2 separate regions of the Arabidopsis thaliana genome follow, and region 2 is linked to region 1. The links are chromatin contacts, called in public targeted proximity ligation maps. All regions are on one chromosome and are shown on one strand. The core of a region is the stretch at or near the end of the contact, and the rest is flanking DNA. Distances in the headings are between cores, read along the strand shown.

What was found.
Region 2: a targeted proximity ligation map of shoot shows a contact between it and region 1, with 17 read pairs. A contact is called at or near these places in 10 of 26 Hi-C or Micro-C datasets (cotyledon, leaf, root and 2 more), 2 of 2 datasets of targeted methods (seedling and shoot) and 2 of 3 other capture datasets (seedling and shoot).

The regions. Positions count from the first base shown.
Region 1 is chr3:22,533,812-22,540,538 of TAIR10.1, reverse strand. It overlaps AT3G60960 (Tetratricopeptide repeat (TPR)-like superfamily protein), which reads right to left and starts at 4,863. Exons shown (of 3, transcript NM_115960.3): 1 at 3,589-4,863; 2 at 2,244-2,341; 3 at 1,855-2,073. The coding sequence starts at 4,810. The coding sequence ends at 3,599. MIR1888b (a microRNA gene) reads right to left here and starts at 3,256; the gene lies at 3,122-3,256. It also overlaps the pseudogene AT3G60957.
Region 2 is chr3:22,594,074-22,601,711 of TAIR10.1, reverse strand. It overlaps NTMC2T4 (Calcium-dependent lipid-binding (CaLB domain) family protein), which reads right to left and starts at 4,485. Exons shown (of 13, transcript NM_115969.3): 1 at 4,321-4,485; 2 at 4,123-4,232; 3 at 3,624-3,725; 4 at 3,276-3,326; 5 at 2,793-2,913; 6 at 2,470-2,588; 7 at 2,274-2,372; 8 at 2,092-2,172; 9 at 1,913-1,998; 10 at 1,487-1,712; 11 at 1,230-1,394; 12 at 608-1,157; 13 at 300-319. The coding sequence starts at 4,227. The coding sequence ends at 780. CYP76C7 (cytochrome P450, family 76, subfamily C, polypeptide 7) reads left to right here and starts at 5,587. Exons shown (of 4, transcript NM_115968.2): 1 at 5,587-5,963; 2 at 6,296-6,800; 3 at 6,875-7,159; 4 at 7,309-7,638. The coding sequence starts at 5,587. The coding sequence ends at 7,638.

The sequences.
Region 1 (6,727 bases), core at 3,614-6,113:
CATCGGTTGAAATTATTTTTCTTTCTGAATATCGTTTAGGAATAGAAGCAATTAACTGAGGGAGGAAAGTCGTTAAATGAGAATGAGGTAGTTGACATTATTGCAACAAAAAAATGTAAGAAAAGGCTAAAGAAGATTTCTACACTAAAGGGAATGCGATATCAGAAGTGCAAGACATTATATACATGATCTTACATGCTCTAATACTTTTAAAGAAAGAGAAGATTTTCACTACGAAGCAAAACATAGATCATTATGATAGTATCTCCAGCTTGAATGCTTTGAGATCACAAAAGTTTTAGATGTAGTATAAGATTAATGCATATTTAAGACAAAACAAATAATACTAAAATCATATTTTACTAAATTTATATATATATATATATATATATATATATATATTGATAAGTTTATGCAATTATTAGTATATGATAATGATGTGATCATATAGTTACATTTGATTTTCAAACAAATTATTATATTATCGAATTATGTTAAATATTATATTGCCTCGACTAAAGACCAAAAACTTTTATTAGTTATAGTGATTATTAATTTTTCGAGTATTACATTATAGAAGTTTTTCTATACAAACTCTTCACAAATTAAACTTGAATTTACAATTGTGGTCACTTCTTCTCTTCACCTAATTTATTTATATAATTTATAAATCATGTTCATAACCACCTTAAATTTGACTTTAGTGAAATATGCATATAAACAATAACATATTTTAAGTTCATTTTCAGTATTTTAATTTGTCATAATATATTATAAATTTCTTTTTTGTGAATTAAATAATGTATTTCAAACGATACAAAACATTATCAATAAACTCACTTAGGCCTTCATTATTTTAAGTACAACTCTACATATAAGTTGCTGCTTTAATTAAAAAACTCGTTCTTTTCAATTTGTTTTATTTAAATTCTAGGTATTCCTCTTGTACTAAGATTTGGACTGAGTATCGCCATTTTTTTCTTCTTAAAAACACGGTTAACATTTTTTATATGCAAAGGTATATTTATTTATTTAATGACACCATTTATTTATTTGACTAGATTTTAATTCGTGGGACTATATTTTTTAGAGAAAATAAAAATTTAGTTTGTTTAATAGATTAAAAATATATATGATTTAATCTTTTGTATTTTCTAAATGTACAACTCTTATATCTATATAGTATTTAGTGTGCAAATACTATGTTTCATTTTTACTGTTTAAAAATATAGCAACAATAACATACAGTTCATTAAGTTAAAATCTATATTATGATGAAATAATTTAAATTTAAATTATATGTGTTTTGTTAATATTGTTTATTTTGTTTAGTGTTTAAGATAATTGTATTTTTATTGTTATATTTAGGATTTCTCCCGTGGTAAACCGTTTCGTATTACTATAGACACAAACCCGTCCTAACATTTAATCTCATTCAGTGAAATTAAATATATCTAATGAATTTTACCTGTGGGATACCGTCTTATATTATTATCGATCCAAACCTGTCATATCATCTTACTCCATTCAGCGAAATTAATAGTTATTTTTTTATTATTTTTTTAATAATATTTTAATTTGAAAAATATATAATTCAAATCAATTTTAAAAATTGCAACCATGTTGTTAAACGGGTTATGTTATTTCTTCATATACCAATCTTACTCTAATGTGATAGGTAGTGATGTTATAATGGACTATATGTTTAACGGACTGGGCTTACTATTAAAATTTAGATCCGAGACTCGTTTATTTATACAGTAAAATTAATAGGATTTAAAGGGCTAGGCCCGTTTAAACTCGTGGGCCTAACGGGTTTGACTAAATTTAAACGGATAGTCGTTTTTTTTAACATCTTCTTATTGATATTAGTTGAAAAAATCCAAAACACTGTGTATATTACATTTGAAATATGAGAGAAAAACATGAACTTTGTATTTCGAAACATATTGTGTTTAGCGAGTAAATCAGCCGGTTTGTTATGCTGCCTTGGCACCCAGTGAAAACGACAATCTTGGAATTTCCTTCTCCAGTGCTCTGCATCTCTAATCCAATTGAAAGCGCCAAAATGACCTGTGTGTCCATTGAGAATCTCAATCAGCTTCTTATTGTCACTCTCAAAATAGATTTGTCGATGACCATGACTCCAACAATTTTGCATAGCGAAGTATATTATTATTTTACTTTCTTTCCAAAAACGCTGCCGTTCAATACTTTAGAATTTTCAAAACCTCGTCGCCTACCTCCTCTGAACTTCGCCGAATCTCTGCCTCCGCAATTGCCTCTTCATCTCTTACTCCATTATCGCAGTTTTGATTCTTAAGTTTTGAGACATAGCCACCTAATGATAACATTGGAGATTGAGGACGTTGTGCAGAGGAGAGTTAGATTACGGTGGGAAACTACGCCGCACCACTAGATAACGTGGTGGTGTTACAAGATATCACAGTTTTTTGTCAAAGTTTTTGGTTTTCTTTAACTAGTTAATCAGAGACAAAATTTAATTAATTGAAGAATATATGCAAACACTAAATTCATCGTGAACTTTTACTCTACTAAAAAAATGAAGAGAGCTTCGATCTTCAATGGTGGAAATTTGAAAGTCTTTTTTTTTGCTCAAAACTTAATTTAAGTAATTAAGTAAAGAATAAATGAAAATACTAACAAAAAATCGTGAAAACATTGACACCTAGTTAAATTTTAAAACATGTAAAAATATTGTATCAAAACTGTTGTTTTCTCAGATATTTGATGTTTATTTGAGAAAAGAAAACATTGAGTAGCTAGAATTCTTCTTTAAACTTGTTTTCATTCAAACACCGTTACAAGAACTCATTGCTCCGTTTTCTTCTTACACACACTTAGACCATCATTATTGATGGGTTTTTAAACAAATTTCTTAAGACTTCTATACACAAAATTATAATTAAATATAAGAAGACTCTTAAGATGAGGAGGGAGACTCTTAAGATGAGGAGAGAGCGAATAAAAAATCTCTTATTTAAAAGTCAATTTACTCTTCTAAAAGAATCCTTTTCTATTTATTTTTTTATATTTTATTTTATATAATATTTTAAGAGGTTTTCAAAAATATTTAAGAATCCATTGATAAGACCACCATTATTAGTGGTATCTTAGCCAAATCTTAATCTAAGATTTGGGAAGAAAAAACTTAAATATAAGAGTAAAAGCTCTTATATAAGAGCCTTTTCTTCACAAATCTTAGCCTAAGAATTTGGGTAAGATACCACCAATAATTATGCTCTTATAGAGAAAAGCAAACAGACAGTTACACCCACACGCCTACACCTTACCTACTACAAGACATCACCTTTTGTAGACAAGTTTCCTATTGATTCTCCATGATTTAAGCAAAAAGCAAAAGATACTAAAAAGTACTTAGTTAACCAAACCTCTAGTTGTAGCTTCTAGTTAGTTTCTCCAATTCCTTCAGTTCGGTTTTAGCAACAAAAAGACATCACTCAACAAACTCACTAATACCAATCGATTAGTAAAAATTCAAAGAAGAAAAAAAAAAAAAAAAAAAGAATAAGAAGACTTTAAGGATAAACAAGGAAAAAAAAATACCAAATCCAACTTATGGGGCTTGATGAATAGCAAGCTTTCTGAGATTTGAAATCCGCATCTTGTTCAAGGTCTTGATAGCATCATCCACTCTCCCTACTGAAACATAACCATTGATCATTGCTCTGAATATTAAAAGGTCAGGCCCCACCAACAAGTCCCCTCCGTCAACATCGGTAAACATCTCGGCGAAGAGTTTCTCTGCGTCTGACACTTTTCCATGCTCGCAGAGACTCACGATCATCTTCCTATAACACGTTTTCCTAAGCCGCTCGAATGGTACAGTCTTCTCACTAAAATACTCGGACATTATGTCAACAGTCTCGGAATCACAAATTTCTATCATCTCTCCAAACAATTCCCAGGCCTCTGTTTTTTTACCGTGCTTCACCAGAACTTGCAAAACCCTGTTTCCGACAATGGGGTTCAGCACTTGAGCATCTTCCAGATTTGCGAGAATCTCCATAGCTTCCTCATCTTTGCCTTGCTTGAACCAATAGTTCATAAACGAAACATTAAAGATTGCATTTGCCTTGTGATATTCTCTCCCTGGAAGTTTACTATCCAGTCCTTTCAATTCCTCGAAGATTTGGCTAGCCTTTACGAAATTCCCTATATCCAAGAACCCGCGAATTAGAATGTCGTAGACCATGAAACTACAACAGCTCATGGATCTCGCCAAAACACAAGCTTCATCGAATCTTTTAGCATCAACCAAGGCTTTCGCGAGTATCATGTATGTCTCGATCCCTGGAGCTACACGTCCGTCGAGCAAAATGTGACGGTAGAGCTCAAGAGCATCGTCGACGTGACCTTGGTCGCAGTGTGCTTTGATGATGAGATCGCAGGAGAGCGTGTTTGGAAGAGTCTGAGACTCGTTGAAAAAGTAATTGAACAGAGAGATGGCATCGTCGTACCGTTTGGCGCTACACATGGCGCCGATTACGGAATTGCAGATGAAGACGGTGTCTCTGTCGACTAGAAATCCGTTCAAGACAGCTAGCCGCGAGAGCTTCGAGGCTTCGTCGAGATTAGACATCTCGATCATTGCCCTGACTCTGTAGCGCAGAGAAATTGGGCGGCTATCGATATAGCTGATGGATACCGGATCAAGCTTTGGGAGTGAGGAAGGATCTCTTCCTAGTGGGTAAGGCATGAACGCCTTCGCAACCGGAACAGCCTTTGATACGGTCGAATTTCGTACAATGCGGCGGAGGAGGGACATGACTGATCACTTAGGGTTCAGTTTTGCAGGTGCATTAAATATCGCGATAATGATGATGGATGGTAAAGGTAATTTAACATGGCTTTTTTCAAAGGCCCATAGATACGCATTTTCAAATCGGTCCATTTGGATCTATTTGTTTCTAAAAAGCCCATGAATATAATAATGAGACCTACACGTGAACACCGGCGGCCAACTCGTCTCCACCAGAGAGGCGGAGACCAGAGTCAAAGCGGGGTTTTCGAATCATGTCTCTGATCCGCCGTGCCATCTTTTCTCTGAACTGCACCGCCGTTCTAGGAAGAGCGGAGGATATAATGTCGGATCCAGATCGTCGTCCTAGGGATGTATATTGGAGAATGGAGACTGGAGAGTCTTGTAGCTGTAGCTCTGTTAGGGATCTCGACACGGCGGCAAAGTTAGCTCGTTTAGCTGGCCTGTCTTCACCAGAATCAAAGCGGTGTTCACAGAGATTACATATTAATCCATCATCGGAGGCTTTTTCTGGATAAAAGGCACAAGGACGCTTACGATCTCTACGGTCAATGGAAAGAGTGTTTTCATATCATATGGGTCAGGTCAGTGTAGCGAGGCTATCAAGACCTACAACAAAGCGAGAGCCAGGGAAAAAGCGAAAAGCACAGGAAATTTATTTCGAAATTTTTCCAACCAGTAATATTCTCCGTTTCGGGATTTGAAATTGAAAACGTTCTGAAAATCTCTTTCTTGTTTTCCAAGTCATCGAGATTTAACATCAATGCTTCAGATGTCTTACGTTTGATTATATCTTCGGATTCATATGTAGGCTGTAGCTTAGGTACTCTGTTTCGTTCTTCTTTTTTGCTAAGACTGTAAATATTTCGTAAAAATGAAAAGTTTTCGTTCTTCTCTGGACAAAGAAACAAAGTATTTGGAGGTTGATAGATCGCTGTTACATCTGTGACTCACTAAATACTTGACTTCGTAGCAAATTGGATATGTTGGACCTGCTTGAACGCCAAACTCCCTCGTGATGAGTGAGTTTACAAAAGACAAGATGAGTGATGTGACAGTTCTTTAATCAGTCTACAAAAGGTAAGAAAAGAAAGGTGGTTAACTTGGGAGACGATGGCGCGGACATTTCACAATCCCAGCAAGCTAAAGAGTTTTGATATTTAGTATGTTGGATGTTTGAAACATGAGTTGACAAGATTATAAGTATGCCATAGAAGAGTGACAGTTGATATGAACCTGGGGAAGCGACAATAGAATGTTCAGAACTTGAGGAAGAAAGAAGATGAGGGTTTCACTGCAAAAGCGAACTTTCAGAACAGAAATATGGCATGGGAATTAGTTGCATGGTCATACACTAGCTGGATAGTATGATGCAAATGATGAATCTGAGAGTTGGTAGTTTCCATGTATTAGTGACGTGCCTGTGCCTCAGAGAAGGTAAGTGGGTTTGGAAGTATACCTGAAGTGACCCAGAATACCAACAACTGCCACAGTCGTTCCAGCGAAGACTGTGTAAGTATCTCCAACAAAAACTGAAGAAGGATACCTAACAGCAGACGATTGCGGGAACTGGTCAGAAAAAGCATTACTTCACTCAAGAAAAAATAAGTTTGAAAGAGAAAGCTGTGAAGGATTTTACCAATTGTAAGCAAGCATTGCCAAGGATGTGGCCATCAGCGGTTGATTAAGAAATATCGAGAAGGTACGAGCGTGGTGATACTCGGGATCCACAGATGCTCCGATTTGCATAACGTTGTGTATCAGGATCTACAGGTAACTGGGACGCATCATATCTCAACCCAAAAGGGGCAAAGAGAGAAAAATTCAGACACATTATCTATGACCATAGGATTTACAGCAGCGGCAGTAACAACTGTGTGACCGATTTCAAGGCCATTCAGACCAGCGTGGATGTTAATAGAG
Region 2 (7,638 bases), core at 3,236-5,735, 62 kb before region 1:
TTATGAAGATGAAATAGTTCAAAGCTTTAAAAGAAAGAAGAAAAAATATACAATTATTTGCGTTTACAAAATTTCGTTTGTTTGTATTTTAATGTAGATTCTTTTTTTAGATTTTTTGAGTGAGGTTATCTAAAACTATTGGTCTTGCAACGACTAAAGCCTAAAGGTGGAAGAGACACTAATCGACTGGAAGCCACATATTTTAACATAATATTAACATATTATAATACCAATAATGGTACTTTGAAAATTGGTCCAAAATAGATAAGAAAGATTTTCCTCTTGTGCTCTGTCTGTTAGGGATTTTTGTTTGTTGAGTCTATCTATATTTTCTCGTCATGATTTATACATATGACAAGGAGAGCTCCGAGAACGACCTTATATCTGAAAGTGGGATGGCGAATGCCACTTATCTATATTCTTAACTGAGTAATTTACTTGCAATCAATCAGTTTTTATATTTGTAAACTTAAACCGATGATGTTAGCATGTTTTAGATATACTTAACTAGTGTGTGTATGCAAGTCTGACACATAATTCCCGTAATATAACATTCTGGAAAGTTAAACCACCAAATCATTGAGAGGGAATCTATTGTTTATAGGACGATTAAGCAAATGACTTTTGTACAAGATTTTAATTTGAAGGCTCACAACGAAAACAAATTACTGCAGTGAATCCAGAAATCAAGTTCGAGAGAGTTAAAGGGGAAAAAAACAGAACAATAAAGAGTAAAAACGAAGTCATGATCACAAATCTTGCTTAAACCCAAAGTTTACTCACTGCTGTTTTGCACCATCGTTTTCTGGAACGGTATTCACAGGTGTTGAGGAGCCACTACGTTTGCTAGACTGACCTGTGATTGTTCTTCCCATAAATCTCCCTGCTTTGCTCAATCCACTACCGACCGCTCCAAAACCGCTACCAACCATCCCAACACCCGAGCTCACACCGCTTCCAACCAATCCGACTCCTGTGCCAATACCGGTCCCAACCATTCCTACACCAGCACCGAGCCCACTTCCCACCATCCCGACTGCATCCATTGTGCTACCTATCACTCCTGCTTCCTTCAGTCTCTTCCTTTCTTCCATGATCTTCTTCTCGTCTTCCAACGCAGCCATTTGCTCCTCTTTGTTGAACTCATGATAATGTACCTTCAATTCAAGTCAATTTAGGAATCAGCGAAAAGAAAAGGTTTGCAGTTTATTCAAGGAAGATCTATATACCTTAAGAGTTATGCTTCCTCTATCTTTCTTATCTTTTACTTTCAAAGTATCAAGTGAAGACAACAGATTTAGCTCCAGTTCTTTTGTAACTCCGGCTTCCAAACTGCTTAAGGGAAGTTTCACAAGTCCAAGGCGCTCATCTTGACCTACGTCTTTATCAAATACCTGCAAAATGTTTAATAGAATGAACAGAATAGTTAACGTTTGCAATGGCAAAATTGAACAAGTATGAAGCATAAATATTTCAGATTCCAGACCTCTACAGTGAGCGACTGGGTTTCTTTGTCCTCTGCAATCAATTCGAATGTTTGATCCCAGACAGGATTCAGATTGTTCTCGATTGCCTTTGTTTTATACTTGAATACAGGACGAATGTAGATGGTAGCATAAGGGTCAGATTTTCCAATCAATTCCTTATTCTTCAAGTTAGTTGCTTTCACAACTGTTACTATAAGCTTTCCCTGTGGCTTAAGCTCCAAATCACTGGGAAAGAGAAAAGATAGAGAGAATCGTCAAACTATCTAGTGCTTTCTCAATACGTATCATGACCTCCCCAAGATTGGCAATACGTAAATCCTATGGCTATAACAGAAGAGAAGAAAAGACAAAAGATTGGCAGTGGCAGGCAAAAATGTTGTGAGTGAAAAAACGCAAAATGAAAATCAAGCAGAACACATGAGTACCTTAAATCAACAGGAATACCACCAATGGGAACAACAATTCTATGAGGCCACTGAAGCATGTCTTTGACGATAGTATCAACAGTATCCTAACATAGAGAGAAGCAAAAGCTGTGTATAAGACCAAATGGGAACAAATAAAACCTCTTGAAACTGCTTGAACTACCAAGAGAGGAACTTACATCAATCATATCAGATAGTCCAGGAATTGCTGTTAAGCTTCCACCAACAGCCTTCAGAGTGTAATCAATTCTTGGTTTTGGCTGGTTGAGATCATTTAAATAGTTGGTCATTGTAAGACAGGAGATATAAAATGATATAAGAAAAATGAATCTTATTCTGGACCTTTACAGGAAAAGTGTACCTCAGCAAGTAGAGCAACAACAACAGCAGATATACAAGGAATCTCATCCGCAAGTTGAAAGATAACACGTGCAACTGTGAAAACTTGAAGATCCTTCAACTGTTTCAGCCAGAAACAAGTGTTTGTAGAGATACTCAATCTCTATTGGCACAAACGACAACCCAAACGACAAATACTAAAATATCTCTCTAGTAACCTGAATGGGTATGGAGGCAACAAGTGCTGTCACACCTAAAACAATATTTGGATCACCACCCCATCGAAGATCAACGTCCATTGTGACTTGACCTTCCTTGAAACTTTGAACACGAATACCTGCAACAATGATTTATTATGCATATGCTCAGGCTTACAGCAAAACTAACCTAAGAGACAACTGCATGATGTTCTTTCAAGCACAAGGATTCATTAGCATTTGGCAGGTAACTCATCCAAAATAAATAATAGGACAATACCAGGTTGAAAAATGGAAGAGAAAAGATAGCCATCACAAAAATTATGTTGTCCACCGTACTTTACCTTCAATCTTTGGTGCTACGTTACCCAACGTCAATTTGCTGAACTTCAGGGAAGTAATTCCTGGTGGTCTGTAATCTTCAAGCAGAGGTTCAACAGAATCTCTTATTACCATTGTTGCTGCCTGGAAATTAGTCAACACAACAACGAATATTACACTCTTTGATTTCCAAGCTGCATTATGGCAAGTGTTTTCCATTCCAACAAATTGGACCTATCTTAGGTGTCAAGAAACACTCGATTTGTGTAGCAGAAATAAAAAAGGCAGTCTACGAGTCCAATCTAGATAAGCTAAATCTTACTGTTTTTCAATAATTTCGGACTTTGTAGTACAACTTGACAGTATAACAACTCTACTCTTCCTAGGATATCTTCAGTTACCATTATTCAGGGTAAATATGCTAAAGATTTAATAGCCAACTTCCAACCGCATACACGGGAAATTAAAACACCTAATACTGCAACAAAAGAAAATTAGAATCTCACCTCTGCAATATATGGCCACATCTTGCTCAGTAGTTTATTCAGCCATTTGACCTGAAAAAAAAGAAAGAACAAAAGGTTTGCAGTTTAAAATTTTTGCTATGTTTCTGAGAAACCGAGAAGTTAAACTGTAATAGACTGTTCCAAAACCAGAGACATTACGCAAATTCAAGTATTGTTAAACTCAAGGATAATGGAACCAGAACTAGATTTCTCCAATCAGAGTAATGAGGCAAACAAATCTATAAACTCAATGAATCACAGAAATCATGTCAACCACGGACCACCCAAATATGGAAGATGAACACTGAGTTAGAAAAGTTAACAAAGAGAAATGATGACAAGTAGTACCTGTTCAAATGCTGGAAACGATATCCATTGAGGGAAATTATCACCACAAATTTTCTTCAAATCGTCTCTGCTAAGAGAGCCTAGTAGTTTCATATCAACTGCCTGTCAGAAGGTAAGAGTATACGTATTCTGTTATTGTAAGGCCAAGAAAATCCTCTACTCAAACTTAGAAAGTAAAGCAAGCCATGTCACTTCTCACACAGAAGCATAGTTAATCAGTAAAATAGTGAACCACCAGCACGCTAAGTAGAGTCAACAGATGAACACTAAATTGGTACATTGATGTCAATAGTTAGAAATTGCAGAGGGATTTTGCTAAGCCGATAGTGATAATTTACGCGATTCAGCTAATTCCCGAGACCGAGACAAACTAATCTATCCAACACATATCACGACGAATTTAAAATCCCAGATTTAAAATCTTAAAATATCTCCGATGAATCAATTTCAGAACCAAATCATGGATTTTAATCGAATAAGTACATTGATTTAATCGAACCTTGGCGACTCGCTTGGACGATCGGTGAGTCATCATACGACTCCAGCCAGCCATTAGAGCTACGCCGAAGATAATCCCGAACAGAATCCCAGAAATCAAACCCATTTTTCCTGCAACCGAAACAAAGATTACCGAATAAGCTCAAACAACCGATCAGGAACTTGAAGAAACCCTAGAAATCGAACCACGAATGCAAACCTTTCCGTCACAACAAAACCGGTGTTATCGGCGAGAAGCGTCGGCAACAGTTTATCCTCACGGGGTTGGTCAAGTGGGGAGAATCAGAACAAAATTAAGAACGCATTGAAGTATTTTTGGTAGGCCAGAGAGTGAGATAAATGGGAAGAGGATGCGCCAGGCGACAGATTAGAAACGGTTCTTTTCGAATCGCGATTGTATTTAATTCATTTTCCTTCACTATTCATCCCTCATATTTTATATTTTCTCAAATTTTGCCCTTCAGTTTCTGATTCTACTTTAGCATCAAATCATACATGATTCAGTTAAGTGGAATGCCATATTGTTGAATAATTTTTTTATTTTTTTTTTAAAAGAATCAGCTTTATCTTTTATTTTATTTTATTTTGTCAATAATCCCTATTAAAAAAATTCTTCTTAGATAATAGAATTGAGAATTTGGTACGATTGAAACAATAAACGAATATGTGGTCAAAATTGGAATGTGAGCAATAATACATGGACCATTTTGAGAAATTAAAGATTCTGCCTCGTTAACGAGGCAACGAACGTTTTGATGATTCGATGTTCCACGTGAGTCGTGACTTGGTAAAAAACACATCTCTTTAAAGAGTTAAAGACGTCTTTACCACAAAATCACATCTCCTACACGGGCGACGTTGACCGTTGACCATCGATGAACTAGCTATAGGAGGCAATTAGTCGTTTAAATTTATATACGTCAACTTTTGTGGTTAAAGATAAGCTGTTTCAGTTTTATTGAACTTGAATTCTCTAATTCAGTGTTAATTAATGATTTTACGTTTTACATAATCGTTGCACTTATTACCAAATTTATATTTCACATTTAAATATGGCTAGTTTCGTTTAGCATGCCCCAATTTGTTATCACTCGTAAGAAATGGAAAGTGGAAATCAGAATATGTTATGTCATTTCAGCTTTGTGATTCGGTTCAAAAGTTATATATAGAAATTTAGTTGATTTAATCAATTTCATGAAAAAGCATAATTTCAACAGTTTTATCTGATAAAATTTGCAAGAATCACTTGTTGGTTGGTCGACCTCCACATGTAACATCAAGACAATGGAATCGGTGAAGGGACAAATAACGTGTCTTCCTGATATAATGACACAGTTTCTTACAATTACAAACCTCAAATTTTCTTACAAAGATTGTCACTACTTAAAATGTGCATCATATAAGATTTTCCTAAAGCACTTCCAATAATTTATAATCTGGTTTGACGAAGCGTGCATAATATTAGATGGATATTGTAGCAATAGTATTGTCTCTGCTCTTTATCTTCTTTCTCTTCTTCTTTTTCTACACCACCGGAAAATCATGTCCCGGTGGAGCCAAGAACCCACCGGGTCCTTCAAAGCTATCTCTGCTTCGTAACATCCTTCAAACTGTTGAAAAACCTCACCGTTCACTTGCCGATCTCTCAAGAATTTACGGAAGCGTTATGAGTTTTAAGCTTGGCTGTTTGACCACAGTGGTCATATCTTCACCGGAAACAGCAAAAGAAGTGCTGAAAACACATGATCATGTCTTGTCTTATCGAGTCTCCAGTGACCCGGTTCGAGCCGCTGGTCATCACGAGCTTTCCTTGCTCTGGATTCCTCCGTTGGCTCGTTGGAGGTAAATAAATACAAGTCGGTGCGGTTCAGATTTAAATCGGTTTTGGTTCAGTTTTGAGTATAGAGTATAAATGAATGAATAATTTCATGAGTATTAGAAAAACTAGTGAATTATTTTCTTTAAAAAGGATTATTGTATAGTTTACTTTATTCAGTTAGGTTAAATTTTGTATTACTTTGGTTTTGGTTTGTTTTGTTCCATACAATGGTAGTTATTACAAACTTACTGACTTAGTATTAATCAGTTTTTTCAAAATGATTGGTTTCGCTCGATTTCAATATAATATGCGTCCCTAAACCGTATTGTTTCACATTTTTTGTACACTTTATCAGGTTTCTACGAAAGATAACGAGGAACCAATTATTCTCAACGCAACGTCTAGAAGCAACCAGTGCTATAAGGACGAGGAAGGTGCAAGAACTCATGAACTTCGTTAACAAATGCTGCGAGAGACGAGAAGCTGTGAACATCTCTCGAGCATCATTCATCACATCACTCAATATAATCTCGAACGCTCTGTTTTCCACAAACCTCGCAAACTTTGATGACTCAAAGACATTTCACGATTTCCAAAACGTGGTGATTCGGATGATGGAGATCTCCGGAAAACCCAACCTCGCTGATTTCTTCCCTTTTCTTGGGTTTCTTGATCTGCAAGGAGCTAGAAAAGAAGCGAGGCTATTGATGCACAAACTGTTTAGGGTTTTTCAAGGATTCATCGATACAAAGAGATCATCAACTTCGAGAAATAACAACGATATGTTAGATTCTCTTTTGGATATTGCTCATAAGAAGGAGTCAGAACTCGATGACAATAATATCAAACATCTGCTTCTCGTAAGTCTTAAATAAGCCAAAACAAATTGGCTTCTATACATGTTCTTAGCTAAATCCATGTAATTGTGTATTAGGACTTGTTTCTGGCGGGAGTAGACACGAGTTCGAGTGCGGTGGAATGGGCTATGGCGGAGTTACTTCGAAACCCTAAGATGATAGTGAAAGTTCAAGAAGAGATAAGACAAGTGATAGGGCTAAAGGGCACCGTTCAAGATCTTGATATCGTTAAACTACCTTATTTACAAGCAGTTGTGAAAGAGAGTCTTCGTTTGCATCCGCCTGCTCCTTTCCTCGTCCCTCGAAAATCAGAGTCTGATGATGTCCAAATTTTCGAGTTCCTCATTCCTAAGAATACTCAGGTATTTACTCATTCAAACTAAATCGGTTCTGGTACCGGTACGGTTAATTAAGTAAACCTAAATAGCTACTTCTTAATAGTAAATAATATGGCGGGTTCTTGTGTTGTGTTTGTAATTACTAATGATTTCCTATTGTGCTTTGAAATAAGGTTCTTGTGAACGTGTGGGCAATAGGGCGAGATCCGAATGTGTGGAAGAATCCGACGCAGTTCGAGCCAGAGAGGTTTTTGGGAAGAGGAATAGATGTGAAAGGTAATCATTTTGAGCTGATTCCGTTCGGAGCTGGACGACGGATTTGTCCAGGAATGCCACTCGCGTTTAGGATAATGCATCTAGTTCTTGCGTCTCTTCTCTATGGCTTTGACTGGGAGTATCAAAACGGCGTAGTTCCTGAAAATGTGGATATGAATGAGGCCTTTGGTGCTACCTTGCACAAAGCCGAACCATTATGTATCGTGCCTATCAAGAAACGTGTTTGA